Linked DNA regions of Mus musculus: regions 2 and 3 are each linked to region 1. The links are chromatin contacts, called in public promoter capture Hi-C maps. All regions are on one chromosome and are shown on one strand. Each heading gives the region's core, a stretch centred on a gene start, on an enhancer-like site or on the middle of the called end of the contact. The rest is flanking DNA. Distances are from core to core; before and after follow the strand shown.

Evidence for each region. Promoter capture Hi-C pulls out the DNA fragments that hold promoters and counts their contacts.
Region 2: a promoter capture Hi-C map of second pharyngeal arch cranial neural crest shows a contact between it and region 1, with 12 times the contacts expected there. The contact joins the promoter of Cog1 here to the enhancer-like site in region 1. A contact is called at or near these places in 8 of 39 promoter capture datasets (the 3T3-L1 cell line, 3T3-L1-derived adipocytes, cranial neural crest and 4 more), 5 of 484 Hi-C or Micro-C datasets (the G1E-ER4 cell line, cerebellum and cerebral cortex) and 1 of 115 datasets of contacts at active chromatin or transcription factors (embryonic forebrain).
Region 3: a contact with region 1 is called in a promoter capture Hi-C map of second pharyngeal arch cranial neural crest, with 11 times the contacts expected there. The contact joins the promoter of D11Wsu47e here to the enhancer-like site in region 1. A contact is called at or near these places in 8 of 39 promoter capture datasets (the 3T3-L1 cell line, 3T3-L1-derived adipocytes, cranial neural crest and 4 more) and 2 of 115 datasets of contacts at active chromatin or transcription factors (astrocytes and embryonic hindbrain).

Annotation. Positions count from the first base shown.
Region 1 is chr11:111,645,861-111,650,435 of GRCm38.p6, reverse strand. All of the region lies in intron 2 of Gm30219 (a long non-coding RNA gene), which reads left to right. Among named protein-coding and RNA genes, the nearest start is that of Gm30219, 11 kb to the left of the region's middle. Within about 2 kb of position 2,280, at least 1 of the 459 cell types and tissues checked has an H3K27ac peak or open chromatin away from gene starts, as enhancers often do. A contact at or near this core is called in second pharyngeal arch cranial neural crest, where this site is marked.
Region 2 is chr11:113,648,103-113,652,893 of GRCm38.p6, reverse strand. It overlaps Cog1 (component of oligomeric golgi complex 1), which reads right to left and starts at 3,365. Exons shown (of 14, transcript NM_013581.3): 1 at 3,019-3,365; 2 at 808-1,049; 3 at 488-669; 4 at 182-352. The coding sequence starts at 3,333. It also overlaps a transcript of Slc39a11 not described here.
Region 3 is chr11:113,681,450-113,685,944 of GRCm38.p6, reverse strand. It overlaps D11Wsu47e (DNA segment, Chr 11, Wayne State University 47, expressed), which reads right to left and starts at 1,511. Exons shown (of 5, transcript NM_001361593.1): 1 at 1,234-1,511. Fam104a (family with sequence similarity 104, member A) reads left to right here and starts at 1,794. Exons shown (of 3, transcript NM_138598.5): 1 at 1,794-2,083. The coding sequence starts at 1,860.

The DNA.
Region 1 (4,575 bases), core at 1,031-3,530:
GGAGAACCTAAATCCACGTACTCTGCCCTATTGTTTGTTAAGATTTTGAGAGACTTTCTTAAGGCAGGGATAAAGAGATGTGCTTTTCTAGTTTCTTGATTACAATACCACTTCATGGAACCCACCATAATGTTAAACCTACATTACATGCCATTGCAATTACCCATAGCAGCAGACCCCTATTTTACAAACATTAAAGTAATTTTTAAATTGGTTGGAATCAGGAGATGCAGACAAGTATGTTCATGGAGCTTATTTTAAGCAACACATCTATTTAAATTTCAGAATTGAATACTTTTATATGTACCGGTTATTCAGGGTACGATTGAAACCAAATAAATACATTTTTTTAACTTTAAACATATTTTATTATAAATTACTTTCTACTTGACTGTTTCTTTAAACTGTTAATAGTTTAACGAAACATTGCAAGAATAGTAAGACATTAACTATAATATGTTTAGTTCTCTTAAAGCTTCTGTTTTTACCACATAAGAGAATTATAGCTATCTTTTCCAATGTTAAACAATTTTATATAATACTATCACTGAAAAATGTATAAATACCATGAAAGCACATCAAATATAAATAATATTAAAGTTTAAAAACACAGGTGTCTTTTCAACTTGATAATGGAGGAATGTTCTGGTCTCAATAGAACAAACATTATTAAAATGAATCAATCATATAACTAATTGACTTACTTTTTAAAGCATTTGTTATATATACACATAGTGTATGTATATGTTTTGAATGTGTGTGTTCATGTGTATGTGTGTGATATGCACTTATGTCTATAAGTGTTTATATGTTGAGTGTCTGCATGCTAAGACTAGAAGTTATCTAACATTCTTTCTCTATCATACCTTTCTTCCCTTGAGATAAGGAAGCTCACTGAACTTGTAGCTAGGCTGGTAGCAATCAACCCCCAGAGGTCTTCTAGTCTCTGCTCTTCACCAGAGCCCTTGGTTTACAGATGTTCTGAGTCGTGCCTGCTATTTAAAGTTGTGAGCCTGGATTTGAACTCAGTTCTTCGTGTTCACACAGCAATGGTTCTTTCTCTCTGACTCATTTCCCCCATATAATTTTTCAGTATTTTACACCTGGCATTACAGACTGTACATTGAGTAGTCACAGTTTTAAGCTGACAGACTTTATTTTTTTTTTTGTACAAGACTCAAAGAATGGCTTAGACAGTTGACTAGATGACTCAGTGGCTAAAAGTACTCATTGTATAGGCTTCTGATCCTGAGGCCAATCCCCAGGACCCATCTGATGGGAAGGAAAAATAGATTCCCGCAAGATATTCTTTGACCTCCACACATATTGTGGTATACCTTTCCATGACAAAACAAACAAAGAAACAAACACACAAAATAATAAAAATAAATGACATAAAGCTATGACATAAAATCAAGAATGCAAAAAAATATTCTTGGTGAGATGAGCAGAAAATCCTGCCCAACTTTATGAACAGCACAGATTGTTGATTCAGACATACAGAGCTGTTGCATTGACCATGTACATTGCAGTATAATACCATTGTTGACATGGTAGTTGGGATTTATAAATGTACAGTTGGGATATTAGATGTACAAACTATGATATGCTTACATGAATTCTGAGAATTAGTAGGGGTGCCCGAGAGCAGAACTGATGTGGTGAAAAACAAAATAACTAACTCACTTCTTAAGATCACTAAACAGACTTTTAGCGTGTATCGGAGATTTGAAAACAAGGAGATTTCATTTTCTAAATGGTCTCCATGGTTTTATTTTGTTTGTTTTGTATGTTCATAGCACATGGGTTGAATTATCTTTGACTAGAGAGACGAAGATGGTAGCAATCCAATAATTCCTCTTCAGTGAAGAAGATTTAAAATCTACCATCCGTGGGGTTCAATTTCTTCCTCATTAGAACCATGAGAGTTAGGGCGATGGGAAGAGGGGGCTGGGATAAGAACATTGCATCTCATTCTTAAACATCGTGGTATTTTTCTTGAAACAGAAGGTAGTAATCAATGAAAGTTGTTCAGTGTGGTTCAGCTCCTATAATACTTTCCTGGTGTTAGTCTAACCACTATTGCTATGCAATACTTTGTGCCCCTTTTTATTTTTTTTTTTTTAAACCATAGTAGATTCTTTAAGGTCACATCTGTTAGGGCACATAATGGTTTTTAATCACACCTTCCTAAATGACTGGAACACACGTGTGTGTCGGGAGCAGCGCTTAAACCGAAGCCTGATCCCTGTCGTACGATGTTTGGGTGGTTTGGGTTCCTGGAGGGTTATGGCGGAGACCTCTGCTGAACCCACACTGGTTGATATACAGCTGAACAATCAAATGCAGGCAAGCCTGGCTGGTGTAAGCCGTCCTTCCCAGAGGAGGATGGCGGGGAACACAATTTCAATTTTTAGGGAAGCAGTGAAGGCTGGAATAATATATTATCTTTACAGGCCCTTGTCTTCAATTCCAAACCCCTTTAATGTACCTTAAATCCACATCAGATCAGTTTCAACGAAATGATGAGGGACCGTTCACAGCATGGTGCTTTCTTCCCTTCAAATTCAAATTAGGTGCTAAAAACAAATTTTTCTACTTTTTCAACTTCCATTTAGCCAAAATCATTGATGACGTGCGGCTGACTCTGAATATAACTTGGAACGAAATCACATGCTATAGACACTATCTAAGTATCCTGTACTAAATTTTAGCATGTATTTTTTTCTCTAGCGGCATAGAGACAAAAAAGAATTGATGCTCATTTAGAAATCTACTTTATTCAATGTACACTGTGGTTAGTTATAGGCACCAAGGGTTTAATAGCCTCAAACTCTAAGGATTCTAATAGCTTGAGATATCTCATCTTTGTCTTTTACATTAGACCAATTAGTATAAATAAAACAAATAATGTCAGATGTTAGTGAATGAAATAAATGAGAGGAATGGGATCATGTAAACTGGAGTGATCGACAGGCAGTGATCATATATGTCTATATAATGAATATCTATAGAGACACATGTGACTATATGATGAATAAGTGACATTTGCTTTGAGATGTGAGTGGTAATAAACAAGAGCAAAGCATGAGATACCGAATAAGCATGCCAGCCAATGAGATTCAAAGGCTCAGTGTCGCTGGGCCATACTGAACACAGAACAGGCAGGTGACATCTAGTTTGGTTAGGATCTCGGAAGCCCTAGTGACTGGGTTCTTTTCATTTGTTTGTGTGTCGAGTAATTGTTCTGCTTTTTCTTCCTATTTTTTTCTTTTTTGTTTCACTGATGGGAGTTGAACTGAGACCCCCATGGCAGCCGTGCTGGCAGTCCCCAGCCCTCAAAGAGAGATATTCTGCTTATAGACCTCCCAAAGCAATTGAACAGGGCTTCATTGTTTAACACATCTGATTGTAATATTTTATACCATCTACAGGCAACCTGAGGCGCTCACAGACAAATCTATTCCTTCCTCTACTAAATTTAGTTTTTCTACACTTTCAAAGATGTACACTGCATATTTTGTACAATCTCCCTCCCACTCTTTCCCATTTGCCTCCTGCTCCCATCATCCTCCCTTCCCTACAAATATCTCTCTCCAGTGTGTTTGCTTGTTTAGCTTTGGTTTTGTTTAGAACTTTGTTGCAGAATCAATAGTCGAGGCAGTCTTGTATGATCCCATGTTGGAATCTTCTTGTAAGTGCCTAATGGGTCACTAGTCCTCGCATGACTTGGTGCTGTGCTATTCCCTCTCCTAGAATTTGTTGTTCACTAGCAGATCTAAAGAATGTGGTAGGGCCCCATAGGTCTCTGACCCTGGAAGGGCTTAACTGGACCCAGTGCTATAATACATAGTCACTGTGATCGCATGGATTCCATGGCCATATTTTATTTAGAAGATAATAATCTGCAACGTTCTCCCTATTGGCTGCTATTATTTGGCTTATTTTATTTACCTAAATAAATCTGATGATATCTCAGGAACCTTCACTAACCGTAATTTTTATAAAGTCACAGTACTTATCCGTTGATTTCATTAGATTTAAATAACGTGAGTGGCCCTTAACATTACAGACAAACAAATGAAAAATAGGTTACCACTTAAAGCAATTTTTTTCCATTTTTTATTAGGTATTTAGCTCATTTACATTTCCAATGCTATACCAAAAGTCCCCCATATCCACCCACCCCCACTCCCCTGCCCACCCACTCCCCCTTTTTGGCCCTGGTGTTCCCCTGTACTGGGGCATATAAAGTTTGCAAGTCCAATGGGCCTCTCTTTCCAGTGATGGCCGACTAGGCCATCTTTTGATATATATGCAGCTAGAGTCAAGAGCTCCGGGGTACTGGTTAGTTCATAATGTTGTTCCACCTATAGGGTTGCAGATCCCTTTAGCTCCTTGGCTACTTTCTCTAGCTCCTCCATTGGGAGCCCTATGATCCATCCATTAGCTGACTGTGAGCATCCACTTCTGTGTTTGCTAGGCCCCGGCATAGTCTCACAAGAGACAGCTACATCTGGGTCCTTTCAATAAAATCTTGCTAGTGTATGCAATGGTGTCAGCGTTTGGATGCTG
Region 2 (4,791 bases), core at 2,116-4,615, 2.0 Mb before region 1:
ACATCAAATAGAAACCCCGCATGCACCTCTGAAGGTTCAGCCCCCTTTCCAGCTAAGCTGTGCTATGCACAGAGCAGGGGCCTGAATCTTTCCGGTTCACTGGTTTATTGCCAGAGCATGGTGCAGGAGCTAGGAAATGGCAGATCGGGTGAATGAATGAGGGTAAAGGTTATAAGCTCACCAGTGGGATGCTGCCTTGTGACTGTCTCCAGGGTAGAAAAGAGCAAGCCACAGGGCAGGGATGGGTCGGGCAGCACGCCTTCTGGTAGGGTGTAGAAAAGGGCATGTGCCTGGTTCAGAGTGGTAGCCAGCAGCTCCACCAAAGAGCAAATCTGGGCCTTGATGCCAGCACCTGTAAGAAGAACGCACCCTCTTGTAACCAGTTCCCTTTAGCAAGGATGAGCACGGAACGCTGCCTCAGGCTCCCCTGGTACACACTGCTCCATTCCCTGTAGAGGAATCCCATTTTAGAGAGAAACACACCCACCGTGATGAGACTGGTTCAGGAGCGTCTGAATAGTCGCCTTTCTGGCCAGCAGGAAGTCTGTGAGGGCTTGGCGCGGAGAGCTCTCCTCCAAGAGCATTATGGAGCAGAGGGCTTCGGCCACAGCCTGGTCCGACACAGCCTGGCATTTGAGCAGCATCTTGCTTTCGTGCAAAATAGTTGACCTAGAAAGACTCACAAAGATCAACATGGAGTAGCTAACATCTGGGGTGAAGTGGCTCAGTGTATAAGGAGAAAAACGGACAGACCCCTGTGACACTTGTAGGGGCTCAGTGAGCTAGGGTGGGGGCTACCAAACTCACCGGAAGTGGCTGGCTGCTGCCACCTGGCGGATGAGGATTGGAAATCTCGAGAGGATGGGGCTGTATCTGGAGTTAGAGGAGTCCAGCTGCAGCAGGCTATGCAGGTGGCAGCAGAGCAGGTAGAGCTGTGTGGCCTGGAGGTGCTGCGAGGCTTCCATGGCGCTCCAGATCTTCTCCGGGATCTCCAGCAGCAGCTTAATCTGGGCGGCCATGCTGTAGAACTTCTCGGACGGCGGCTGTGGCTGAAGGGCAGTAGACCGTCAGAAGAGCAAATAAAAAGCACAGCTCCGTTTACACAGGCCTGGGGGAGAAGCTGGGGAATGCTTTAAGATCTCAAGCTTTTCCGTGTGTGGTATCGCACACCTTTGATCCCAGCACCCAAGGGGCAGTGGTGGGCGGATCTCTTGTGAGTTAGACACCAGCCTGGTCAACATAGTGAGTTCCAGGCTAGCCAGGACAGCACAGAGAAACCCTGTCTTTAAAACGAAAACAAAATCTGACGTTTTCATAAAGCCACACTCAGTACCACTCAGCTTGCAGGGCACTTATGTCCGACCAAATGGCATCTCACCATCTGGTTATTGGTAGGAGGGCGGGGCATCTCGCCATCTGGTTATTGGTAGGAGGGCGGGGCATCTCACCATCTGGTTATTGGTAGGAGGGCGGGGCATCTCGCCATCTGGTTATTGGTAGGAGGGCGGGGCATCTCGCCATCTGGTTATCGGTGGGTGGAAGGGAGACTTCCTACAAGCTTCCTCCTTCCTCTCCTTTCTCTTTAAGGTCACCAAACATTTCTCGTTGACTGTTCTTTACCACCCCTGCACCAGATCTTCATCTGGCTGAGACTTCAGGCCTCTCATCTGCCCTCTCACCTCGAGTCCGTCTTCAGTAGTGGTGTGTGGGGTGCCGGTAAAGGAGGGGAACTAACTCTGGCTCTTTTGTGTTCCTCCCCATCTGCTATGGGAGGCAAGCAGGCCTGCAACGGACGTCAGATGCTAACAGTTTGATCTCGGACTTCCCAGGCCTATTCCTGAGGGAAAATGAATGTCTACTCTTTATGAACTATCCAGTGTTAAATCTTTTGTTACAGCAGCATAGCTGGCCAGAGACGTCAATGTTCCAAATCTCAGTTGTCCTTACTGGGGAGGAGCCACACCTAACTCACTCCTTCCTTCCGAACTATTACATTAAATGGACATGTGGCGATTAATCACCTTTATGCTAAACTATTTTCTACTGCCATTCTAAATTATTCATATTTTAAAAATTCAATTTCCCAAGAATTTCTTTCTTTAATTAGAATGTAAACTTCAAGAACATCTTGGGAGGCTCCTGTTTATGATTTGAACGGAGAGGGCATTCCCCCAGAAATGCACCAGCCATAACCATGAAAATCAATCCATTTCTAAGACTGGGCTTACATAGTTGAAGCTAGCCAGCTAAGTCTGTCCATTTGGGAAGGGGGCTGTACTTAATGTGTAGCTTAGGGAGTGACAGGCTGACAAAGTTCCAACCTTCTTTGCCCACGTTCATTATACTGCCCTAGTTTTTTTGGCTTGGATTTTCTGACACCTAAGTAGCGCAAGAAAGCTGGCTCCACATGTGGGCTAGTGTGCTTTTGTAATTTCTTCTTCTGTTACAGTAAGTTCTCCTAGGTTAAAAACTATTTACCCTCGGCGCCCTCTGCTCATTCCTAAGCCAACACCCAATGTCAGAATTCGATCCGCATCGGGTCTTAAACGTTTCATGGGAGGACATCAGGATACCCTGAGTTTTTTAAACCAGCCTGAAATGAAACTGCTCACCTATTAAAAGGGGGAGGGTCTGACGGCTGAGGCTACCCTCCCCCAATTCTCCAGGCTCGGTCGGGCTCAGGGTGGGATGGGGAATGAATGAATGACTTTGACAGGAAGGTGTGAGCTAACGGGAGAGATCTGACAGTCGAGAGACCCCTGGCGTTTTCAGTTAAAAGGGAAGGAGAGCGCAGCGAACCCACGGGAGGCGAGGGAATCGTCCGGAAGTCCGGGAAGGCTCCCGGAGCAAAAGGCCGGCTGGCTTTTCGGCAGCGGACCAGCGTCCCGAGGAAGGCCCGCAGACGCCTCCCGGTAGCCCGCGGCGGCGAGGGGCGGGCTCCTCCGGCGGAAGGTGAGGGGTGGGGTCCGCCGGGCGGCGGGGGCGGAGGGACGTGGCGGGTTCGGATCCCGGACTGACCTGCGGGGCCCGTGGGACCCGGGGCGCCACGGAGCCGGCCTGGCGGAGGCGGGCGCAGTATTGATCGGTGGCCTGCACGGCGTCCACCAGGCCCTCGGCGCAGCGGCGCATCTGGCCGATGGTGTCCGCCGCCTCGATCAGGTCGCGGTACCGCTCGCCCACCATCTGCCGCAGCTCCTCCTTCTTGTGTTCGATCTCGGCTCGGACCTGGCGCTCCAGCCCGCGGATCTCCTCCGCTCCATGAGTCTCGAAGAGCGCGTTGGGATCGCGCAGATCCAGCCGCTTGAGCGCGGAGGAGGCGGTCGCGGCCGCCATGGTGCTAAGCCAGGGATCCGCCGGCCGCTTCCGCCTGCCAGCCCCGCCCCGCCCTCCCGCCATCATGGATGGGGGCGGAAGTGCTTCCGCCAGGTCGGGAGCCTCGGTGGTCCCAGGGACTGAGCCTCGGTGGCAGTGCTGCTCTCCAGAGCTTATTTTTTACTGTTACAATCTCCCTTCTCTCTCCTTCACTCTTCCTTCCTTCCCTCTTCCTCCCCATTCTCACCCTATGTAGGTGGAGTACGTGCGACAGAAACAGATGCGCGCGGAGGTCATAAGTTGCAGGAGGCTCACTCCTGCCATGAGGATCTCAGTATAGAATTTTAGATGGAATTTTATCGGCTTTGGCGGCAATCGCCTTTGCCTGCTGTGCCATCTCGCCTACCCTGAGCGCTCGTTTCCTTAGAGAAGCGAAATAGTTAAGGTTGTACTTGGTGGTCAAAGTCTTAGTGGCCCGGAGCCCCTTGCGTCGCACCCAAACCCTTTCCTGGGGAGGGAAGAGCTTCACCGTGGGGTTCATTATGGTAAAGATGCACGTATGGTCGTGTTGCTGTCGGTCTTACATGCATGCACGCTTTTGCCTTCGATAGACCATCACAGCAACCAGGACTGGGCCTTGGGACTCTTCCCTTAGGACTTGGCAGCTGGAGATCTGAGTGACGGCTGTGGTCCACCTTGTTACCTGGGTCTTCTATTTTATTTAAATATTGTTTAGTGGCCACAAAATGGGTTTCCCTGTTACAGGCCTCCTGTGGTGGAGAACGATGGGGAGTCCATGATGCCAGAGGATTGGACATCCTGAGATTGACCCAGTAAGAAAACCTGGACGTTCTGGCTTGCTGTTCATAAGTCCGTTCAGGGCCCTTCGTTTTGGAAAAGTTTGCTGAAGAATTCTTTCCTATGTTAACACAGAGAAAACAGTATTGTGTGTTCAGCAGCCCTGTACCACAGACAGCCTCTGGGTTTTCTCTCCCGTTCACCACTGCCACTACTTCGAGGCAAATGTCACAGCAATAGATTGATATCTAAATAAGGGGGTTTACTTACGACATTCCAGCAAGAAGAGTCCCTGCTCTATGCACAACTGAAGCCCAGGGAATTTTACTTACCTCGGGGAAGGGGGTTAACTCAGAACTCAAGCCACTTGGCTTGAGATACCGCCTACGCGTCAGAGTTCCCCCAGCACAGCGCGCCCCCTGGTGGCGCAGCGGTGACGTGCAGTCCTTTCTATAGTCCCGCGCTACCGGCTGCTTTGGTGCTGTTTTGCTTCTGAGCCTGCAGAATCTGTCTTCCGTGTTTGGAAGCGCTTCTCTGTCAGGCAGAAACTTTCCCCAGGACTTCTTGCACCTACTGTGCCAGCCTGGGGCCTGGGACTGGTCCACAAGACCTTCTTGGGCCTTTGAAGGCAGCGATGCCCTGGTGCAGGGATTTCAGCCTTGTAGAGGCTAGGTCTCACCC
Region 3 (4,495 bases), core at 262-2,761, 2.0 Mb before region 1:
TCTCTCCTGGGGATGACTCCATTCTCAAAATCTACTACCACAAAGCATATTGTGTACCCCTGAATGCTCTGAGGAAGCTAAGGTGGTTTAATGGCAGCCTGGACTACACAGGGAGATTGTCTCTCCATCAATGCCCACGCAGACACACCTCTACCACTGACGCTGGTATGTGACATTTGTTGAACGAATAAACATGTTTACTATAACTATTTAATACCGTGACTGAAAATACCTCCTGGCCAGTAAATAGATTAAAAAAAATAAAAAACAAACAAACCCCCCAAACCCTGAGTCTGAAACCACTTTACAAGATAAAAATCCATTTGTTTAAAGCAACCATTACTTTATCGTTCATAAAAGGCACACCCAAACTGTTTCCCACCGAGTGCACCATAAGTCTTCTGTTAGTGAGAATGCACTGCCGCACTGAAGGGCACACGACAAAGACAATACATGGGCTTTCCAGTTTTTTTGTTTGTTTTGTTTTGGAGACAGGGTTTCTCTGTGTAGCCCTGGCTGTCCTGGAACTCACTCCGTAGACCAGGCTGGCCTTGACCTCAGAAATCCGCCTGCCTCTGCCTCCCAAGTGTTGGGATTAAAGGCGCGCGCCACCGCCGCCCGGTTGGACTTTCCAGTTTTAACGGTAGACTTTTTTGAGATGATGGGGTCTTACCTGGTAGCCTTGTCTTCCCTGGAACTCTCACTAGGTAGACCAGGATGGCCTTGAACTCACATAGATCAGCTTGCTCTGCCTCCTGAGTAGTGGGATTAAAAGGCGTGCATTACTACGCCAGACTCTACACCCTACACTTTAACAGGGGTTTCGTTTTCCTGCCTGACCTCTTGTCGACTCTCCTAAAGACCCCCATGCTTATGGATCACTGTTCACGTTTGGCAGAAACTCTGAATATCAGTTTGTGTAAGGTGGGGAGCTGATAGTACTGAGTCCTAGACAAAGAACTGGATTATGCTCCTGACAGAGAAAAGGGAATGCGTCTGACAACCAAAGTTAAGACTTCCCCAAGTCTTAGAGTACACGTATTCTGGTGGTGGTGGTGAGATCACATGGGAGACAAGGTCTCAAGTAGCCCAGGCTGGCTTCGAACTTGTTACACAGTCGAGGATGATTCTGACCTCCTGGTCTTGCAGCTTCTCCTCCCAAGAATGGGGATGACAGGTGTGCGCAACTCACGGCGGGCAGGGACCTCGCGATTCGCCACTGATCAAGCTCACCTCGCCAGCCGCGAGGCAGCTCCGTCCACACCGCCGCGTTCCCACGCCTGCCGGTCTCCCCCACACCTCTCGGTCCGGCCTCTTCCAGCAGGTGGGCGTGGCCCTTCCCGGTACGGAACTCCGTTATCCCGTTCGCCTGTTCCGCACTCCTCTCTTGACCTGCAACAAAGGTCGCGGAAAAATAGCCCAGCCCTTAGCTACTCCATGGAACGGGCTCCGCACCGTTCGGAGACGCGAAGTTCCACGCCGCACACTCTTAGAACCCGGAGCCCACCAACACCTTCCCAACCAGAGGACCCCTGAGCCTGTGGCCGTCCGCGTCTGTGCCTGATGGAGCTCGTCTGGTTCTTTTTAAAATTTTCACCTTAGAGAGGCTTAACGCAGAGACAAGTATCAATGATCGTCAAATAATGTAATTTATCTAAAATCTGGCTTGACTTTTACGTCGTGTCCTGTTTTGTTTTTGAACAGGCGGCTGCCCCGGACACCTAAACGGGGGTCCTGGAAGTTCCCGGTCAGTCTTCCCTCTGGGACCCGCCTCTTCCTGCGTGCGCGGTGATGGGAAAGCGCGGCCGGCGTCCCGCCTCCGCGCAGCCGCAGGAGGACAGTACCACGGCGCCTGCGACATGGGGAGGCGCGGAGGCGACACCGGAAGTGGCTGTGGTCCGGGTCGGCCCGAGGGGGACTCAGCGCCCGCAGCAACCACCCGCGCGGCGGCGGTCAGAGCTCAGACCCGTGCGGGTGGGCGTGGCGGGCGCCGGGACACAGCTCCGACTGTTCGCTGTCGGCGCGGGGCGGCGCCGCGTCGCTCGCCTTCACCAGCTGCCATGAGCGAGCGCCTCCGCCCCAGGTGAGGGAAGGGGGGAACCCGCTTTCTCCGCGGCCCCTCGGCCGAGGATGTGCGCTCTGGAGCCGAGGGGCGGACGGAGCCGGCGGGGTGGTGGTGCGAGGCTCTGGGCTGCGCTGCTCTGCGGTCGGAGGAGGCGGAGGGGAGAAGGTGGCGCCGCCTCTGACACTTGGACCCCGTGGGCAGCCAGGGAGGCGACGCTCTGGAATCCAGGGCTGCCCCTTCTCCGTCTTTTCCTTGTTTTCTTCGTCTTCTGCCCTTTCCGCTTCGGAATGAGGTTTGTTCGGCCCGACGAGACGGACGGTGTGGTCCTTCCTAAATTGAGGCGGGCGGTGGTGGTAGGGGGATGGGAGGGATGGCCGATCTGGAAGAGATGGCTCCCTTCGAGCGAGGCGCCTCGGAGAGGGGACGGGATGCTTCGGGGGCGGGGAGCTGCTGGCGCCCCAAGGTCAGGAGAAAGGCGGGGGTTGGGCTTAACCCCTGCAGCTGGGAGGGCTTAGGGCAGACCGCAGCGCTGTGCCCTCCCTCATCTGATGGACCCGGGTGGGTGGTGACCCACTCTCGGTTGTAGCATTAGCAGGCAGGATTCTAAACAGTTTGGATGAGGGGCCAGTTGGCTGGGAGCAGGGAGGTGGCTAACACCACGAGTTACTCTCAACCCTCACTAGGCGGGCGGCCCCTCGGGGCTTTAGGCCCGATCCAGATGAAGTTTCTTTTCTCCTTATTTTCCGTCTGGGAAGAAGTAAGTTGGGACGCCTTACCTCAGAATGAAGAAGGCTGGCTTTATTTCTTACTGGAAAGTCTCCTAATAAGATGCTTGACGATCTATCTACATCTACGCTAAGTTGTACTTTTTCATTTCTCTGGTGGAGAACAGAGAACGGATTTAGAGAGACTCATTTATTTATCTAAGTCTATTCAGGCTCGCGGCTCTTTATTCCGTAGTCGTCTCAGGCTTAAAGAAGGTGGATCGTAGGCTTGCTTTTTTATTTTCTCTCATAAATGATTTTACTTATTTTATTTTATGTGTATGAGTGGTTTGCCTGTGTATATGTATGTACATCACGACGTGCGTGTCTAGTGTCAACGTAGACTCAGAGGAGGGCTGGGAACAAAACCCCAGTCCTCTGTAGGACTAACAGGGGTCTTCCGTGGCTGGGCCATCTCCTCAGCCCTGAGTCTTGTTCCTTGCATTCTTTGGTTATGAATGTAATCATTGTTTTGCAAGGCTTCTCCCTGAAACAGTTATTTCATGGGACTGGGGTTCCCCAACATTCTGAGATGACTTGATCCAGTGGTGAGAATTTTAAGGTCCCTAGACTGAATTGAGTGACTGATTTTGGTTCTATAGTAATTGTAGTAGAAAGCCTGTACTTGTGTCAAAAAAAAAATGATCAAACTAAATTGGAAATTAGAAGGTGCTTGCCAGAATTATAATCTGGTCCATGGCATTAATGTACTCCAAAAGGTTTAATCTTACTGATTGTACAGATAGAATGAAGCCATAATCTTGCCAGTTATTAGAAATCATTGGAAGGTTCAAATTAGGTCAAGTTGGAATTATGGACCAGTTACAGTCACACCATTAGAGTTAGGGCTGTGACCTTTAGATGCAGCAAGCCTGAGCTGACTGCCATCTTTTAGATTCTTTTGGAATGTCTCCCTCATGTGACAGCCCTCAGCATTTTCTGTCACTAACAGATTTTTTTAAATCTAGTGCTGCAGACAAGTAGTGTAAGTTTGTGCTGATTACAGATTCTTTTTATCTAATATACTTATAGAAATCTTAGTGTGTTTATATATTTTGGTGACTTTTTTTCCCCCTCTTTCTGGTGACTTCTTTAAAAACCAGTTATCAAGGACAGACCTTTCTTGCCTAATTTTTATTTATTTATTTTTTTATTCTTTCTCATCACCCATGAGCTAGCTTGGCCCCCTCTGGTGTCAGACTTTCTCAGTAGACTGAGAACACTGTAGAAGGGTGGTTGTATGGTAAGGAAGTATGCCTTATCACAGATCCTTAGCGTCTACATATGAATTGGGAGAGAGACACCTATAGTAAGAAGCATTTGAGATGGACTATGATTGTGCTTGTCTTTAACCCCAGCCCTCAAGAGGCAGAGGATCCGAGTTCATGGCTAACTTGTTTTGTATAGCCAGTTCCAGGCCATCCAGGCTACCTGGTGAGACCTTTTATAATAAAATGAAAACCAGTTGTTGTACTTTCTATTTAAGTCTGCCTAAGGTTCTTTGAAGAGGACCAGGAAAATAGGACAGAAGTGAGATATGAAAAGTGATGGAGCCAGCCATTCTGGGGGTGATAGATCTAGCAATTGTTTTTCCCTAAGTGGAAAGGAGGTGCCTAGAAAGACAGTGAACCGACTGTAAACTTGTGATCTTGTCAATTATTAATAA